2 separate regions of the Sus scrofa genome follow, and region 1 is linked to region 2. Evidence: chromatin contacts called from public HiChIP or PLAC-seq data. All regions are on one chromosome and are shown on one strand. The core of a region is the stretch at or near the end of the contact, and the rest is flanking DNA. Distances in the headings are between cores, read along the strand shown. Region 1 overlaps TEAD1 (TEA domain transcription factor 1). Region 2 overlaps TEAD1 (TEA domain transcription factor 1).

What was found. HiChIP or PLAC-seq counts read pairs in DNA pulled down with a chosen protein or histone mark.
Region 1: an H3K27ac HiChIP or PLAC-seq map of skeletal muscle shows a contact between it and region 2. The contact joins two enhancer-like sites. A contact is called at or near these places in 2 of 47 Hi-C or Micro-C datasets (embryonic fibroblasts and liver) and 1 of 2 datasets of contacts at active chromatin or transcription factors (skeletal muscle).

The regions. Positions count from the first base shown.
Region 1 is chr2:46,649,413-46,652,112 of Sscrofa11.1, forward strand. All of the region lies in intron 1 of TEAD1 (TEA domain transcription factor 1), which reads right to left. Among named protein-coding and RNA genes, the nearest start is that of TEAD1, 20 kb to the right of the region's middle. Within about 2 kb of position 1,334, at least 38 of the 83 cell types and tissues checked have an H3K27ac peak or open chromatin away from gene starts, as enhancers often do. A contact at or near this core is called in skeletal muscle, where this site is marked.
Region 2 is chr2:46,490,957-46,493,656 of Sscrofa11.1, forward strand. The region is part of intron 2 of TEAD1 (TEA domain transcription factor 1); the gene reads right to left. Among named protein-coding and RNA genes, the nearest start is that of RASSF10, 150 kb to the left of the region's middle. Within about 2 kb of position 1,270, at least 3 of the 83 cell types and tissues checked have an H3K27ac peak or open chromatin away from gene starts, as enhancers often do. A contact at or near this core is called in skeletal muscle, where this site is marked.

The DNA of each region.
Region 1 (2,700 bases), core at 84-2,583, 160 kb after region 2:
AAGCCTGGATTTCCTGCTTTTGCTTGTAGCCAAGAACTATGAGGGTTGTAGTGGTTTCAGGAACTGACTCATCTAATGATTCATGGATAAGATACTGCTTTGAATAAGTTTCTGACCCTAAGACTCAGGAACTTCAAAACCAATCTGAACCCATGCTTCCCTCTTATTTGCAAAAGAATATTCACAGCAAAATACACAGGAGGACAATGGTTAATGAAACAATGAAAACATCACACCAAAAGCAGGAAAAGTAGAATGTGGATATCACATTTGAAGACATGATCAAGAGCTTAATCCATGGGCTGTGACTTGACAGCGTCCCAAATTTCCCAAAAGTGAGTAACAGGTGGGATAAGTTTATTTTTAGATGTCATTCCCCTCCATGTAAAAATAGATTTAGCACAGTAATATTTTAATTCAGGCGCATGTGGGGTTGTGACTCTAAATACCTAAGACAGAAAGTAGCATGCAGCTCTAGATTTAACTGCTACAGTTGCAAACCAGGGAGAGTTCAGGGTTAGCTGACCAATGACTAATGGGTAATAAAAGACTCATGGAACTCGTTTTCTTAAATCACCCTCTATGAGAAAAACGCAATCCAGTATTTCCACCCATCTTCTGACCAGTCTTCTCTTTCCCCCACCATACACACACACACACCCAGTCCTGAAAAGCAAACCTCTAAATAAAAGTTCAGAGACTGGCGCTGGCACCTCTGGCTGCTCCCCATATTGTCCTCATAGATTCATTCATCACCAAGAAGTCCCATTAGGGGAGTTCCTGTTGTGGCTCAGAGGGTTACAAACTTGACTAGTATCCATGAGGATGTGGGTTCGATTTCTGGGCTCACTCAGTGGGTTAAGGATCCAGCGTTGCTGTGAGCTGTGGTGTATGTCCCAGATGAGGCTCAGATCTGGTGTTGCTGTGGCTGTGGTGTAGGCTGGAAGCTGTAGCTCCGATTCGACCCTTAGCCTAGGAACCTCCATATGCCATGAATGTGGCCCTAAAGAAGAAGAAAAAAAAAAATCCCACTAGGGAAATTTTCAAGCCTCCCTGGCCCCCCATTCCCTGGGTTTTCCCTGCCTCCTCCCCCCAATACAGGCTATTAAGCACAGAACCAGTTTCAGAGGTGGCTTCAAAGTGTTTACCAGTTTTAATACAAGTTCAGTCACACAGAGGGAAAGGGGGAAGAGAAAACAAAAGTGGCAGGCTGGTCTGGAGAGAGAAGGGGGATGGAGGAAGCAGAAAGACCAGTTGACCAGGCAAGGCCAAAGTGCAAGGGCTGCCTGGCAGGCACTGCCCGGCTGGGTTCCTCCAGCAGATTTACTGACATGACGTCAGTGGCTCCAGTCCAGCTTTTTCTTTGGTAGCTTTTACCACTTGCCTCCTGAAGCCTCTACTGTGTTAGGGAGCCACAGGACCACAAGGAAAATTCCCTTTATGAAATGAGTTTAACTTCAGGGCAAGAGGCCTGCCTGTGAATTACAGGGTTCCTTAACCTCTCCCTGTGCCCCTGGAGGAAAGGGAAGGGAATAAACCCCTGGTCTACTGTACTTTTCTTAATGCAGAGGAATCATTACATGAAGCTTGCTGCCTTTAAAAAAAGAGGGGAAAAGAGAGGGAGAGAGAAAAGGCGGGAGTGGGGGGGTATGTTAAATGAGTATCCAAAATTTCAAAGGCCAGGATGCTAGTTAATTTCTCAGGGATGTCTTGGATGATGATAATTTCAGGACTATTCATTCATTCTGGTGTGAGGCTGTGTTGGCTGGACTGTGAACGCATTCGGCTTTGTTTCACCAACAAAACAAAAAAGTATTACTGAAGCTGAAACTCCAGACCTGACGGGAACCTCTGAAGAGAACACTGTAGATATGTTTAAAATGAGGTGTTTTTGTTTTGTTTCGTTTTGTTTTTTTTGGCCTAAGTGCATATTCTGTGATTCACCAACAATGGCATAAAACAATTTCCAAAAAGCAAAAATAGAAATTACCAAAATTAAATCTAATACAAGACCTATTAAACAAAAAAACATTCATTTTAGACTTAGAGGCTTACTGTTGTGTTCCCACAACCAATGCATAGGACTCCAATGCATAAACCTGCCTACAACCACAGAGCTTAACATTTTTTACCTTCTAAAAAATAAAGTATTAGTGATAAATTCTTTAAATGACTGGTAGATTAAATGTACTCTGTTTTAAACACTTTGAGAGAGGAAGGTACAAAACTTAATTCAACGAGTATTTTATTCAAACAGATGTGTGTAAATTGACCCCAACAATATCATCAAAATACAGCTTGAGGTCTGAATGGCTCAGAGTGGTAATAAGATAAGGAATCTCTCACCTTCCGCTTATTTAAACAAGACACAGAACAAACCATCAGGGAGACAGGACTGAAGGCAATGATTAAAGTTTTTTCTGAAACCTAAATTAATGTGAGCTCTGGCCTGCAAGATGAGACTCAAACCATGAACTGTCCTAGGGGAATTCTTCAGTCTGGACTTTTCCTCGAAAGAGAAAAGGACAAGATGACAAACACAAGCATGGAAGTAGCAAAATCAGAACCAAAGCGGCCACGCGTGAGACAAGTGTGGAAGGAAAAGTTTTTACTCATGGATGAAAAAGTTGACATGGTAGGTAGGATCCATTTCTGAAGGGGGAGGTGGGAGAAAGAGACCCAAGTATCCAAGTTTAGCTC
Region 2 (2,700 bases), core at 20-2,519:
GCTTGATTAAAATTCTAAACACCCCAACAAAGCTATATTGAATTTCATTTGCCGCATTGTAATTACTTACTTTGTAGCTGACTATAAACAGTATTTTATTACATCCACAAAAATGCATTTAAAAACTAACAGTAATTCAGAGACACTGGAAGAACTGCGGGAGCAAGTCCCATCACTTCCACTGTGAACAGAGAGTTAGTTCCTATGTAAATATGACATCAGAAAATGGGAGCCCAAGATACTTCTCGATCCTAGTGGACCCATGGGTCTGACTACATTGCCTACCCTTAGAGCAAGGCTTGGACTTCCCTAGAGCACAGATTTGGCAAAGCCAGATTTATGTACCTCCCTCCCAAGACCAAGAAAGACTCTCACTTGGCTCAAACTCAACAATGAGACAATAGAAGCTGCCAGGCATGATGGATGACTTAAAGGCTTAGAACTACTATTTGCATCCTCCCAGATAAAGATTTAGATGAAAAAAAAAATTTTTTTTTTTTCTTCCTAAAGGCAACTTCTAACACTGCTAATATGCCTAGCAGGGGAGAGTTAGTTTAGTGAAATAGACTTACATTAAGAATATTTGTCTGAGCCATTTTCTAAAAGTGTCTTTCTGGAGTGGGAAGAAACAAACCATTCGTTTTGGATAAAAAAATCAAGTTTAGAATTTTGAAAGGTAGGAAAGCTTAAAAACGTTTAACTCCCTTAAAGCCAGTATCAAGATTTTCAGTGCATTTGATGACTTAATTTTTCCATTCCCTTATTTTAAATCCATATAATTCTTAAAGGCTGCATAATAAAAAAATTCACTTATTGAACACGGCAGGCAGGCATAAACATGATTTAAGCATGAAAGAGGGGTAAGGTCTTCACATACACTTGCCAGATAAAAATCAGTAGTTCTGAAACAGCATACAAGCAATTTTCTGGAATTCGTGAGGACCCAAGAGGGAATGCCTAAGAAATGACAGAGACGTATCTGAAAAGTCAAACTGCATTTCTCTAGAATGAATTTACAGGACAGGGCAGGAATACATCCGGAAGTACACCAAGCCTCCATTAATAAATGAGGCAGCAGTGTGGTTTCCATAGCAACAGAGACTCCACTCTCCAGCAAGCTTCGAGCAGAACCACCAAAGTTTCTCCTCAAATTTCAACTTCCCGTTTCCAGGTGCTGACAAAACCAAACATACTTTTAAGCCCGGGAAACAGTGCAAGGGTTTTCACAAGAGATTCTCATGACACTGGCTTAGCAAAAGCAGCGTGGCAGCATCACAGACAGAACTCTGCAGCTCCATCTTGCTGTAACAGAGGCGTGGAACATGATTTTAAAGGGAGTTAAGAGCCCCTTGAGAATGTTCCATGAGTTAAATATATTTGCTGTAATATTATAATGTGTTATGACAAGCTATATATCATTATAATAGGCTCCCATGATTAACATTAGTCTGACTGCTTTTTCTTTGCTCTGTAGAAATGATTTGAGAGGTTAGGATCAGATTGCTCACCAGAATTTGGCACCTGAGGAAAAGTGATGGCATTTCTTTAACATATGTAACCTCAAAGTCACAATGTCATGGTACAATTTCAAAGGAGACCTCTCCAGAACCTTCCAAATGGACGGGGAAATATGGTGCAGATTCTAGAACCCTGCTATCAACTAGTCACTGACTTTAGGGACGCTTATTAACCTTTTCGAGCCTCGGTTTCCCCAAAGGCCTAATACCTTATAATGTTGATATACCACAATGATGAGATCTCACTATTTTTATTTACTTATTTATTTTGGTCTTTTGTCTTTTTTAGGGTCGCACCCGTGGCACATGGAGGTTCCCAGGCTAGGTACTGAATTGGAGCTGTAGCTTCTGGCCTATGCCACAGCCACAGCAATTCGGGATACAAGCTGTGTCTGCGACCTACACCACAGATGACAGCAATGCCGGATCTTTAACCCACTGCGAGAGGCCAGGGATCGAACCCGTGTCCTCATGGATGCCGATCGGGTTCACTAACCGCTGAGCCACTACGGGGACCCCAAGATCTCACTATTTTTATATTCTTTCCAAACACAAGCAATCAGAGAACACCAGAAAGCACGTGTCCTCTGATCCTCCACCTCCCATTTCCCTCTGAACCTTAAAAGAGCTGAGTCTCCTAGGTCCAGACAAAAGGAAGATGGCATACTTCGCAATAAATCCGAGTCATTAAAAGAAGGGCTGCTATGAGCACAGTGACAGGAGAAGGAGAGGTGTGGAAGGATTCTTGCAAAAGCCCAAAAGCGTTCTAAACCAAACCCCCCAAGAACAATGCAGAACTAACACACACCACAGAGTTCCTCTTGGGGAGAAATGATCAAGGAGAATAAGTACGGTCTGTGTGCTACGGTAGAGAACACACTTTTTTTTTTTGTTTGTTTTTGAGGGCCACACCCGCGGAATATGGAGGTTCCCAGGCCAGGGGTCAAATCAGAGCTACAGCCACTGGCCTACGCCACAGCCACAGCAACATCAGATCCAAGCTGCGTCTGCGACCTACACCACAGCTCATGGCAACACTGGATCCATAACCCACTGAGCGAGGCCAGGGACCGAACCTGTGTCCTCATGGATGCTAGTCGGGTTCGTTAATCACTGAGCCACGACAGGAACTCTGGGAATACACTTCTTAACAAGCATCCATCCACACCTGCCATCGCAAGGG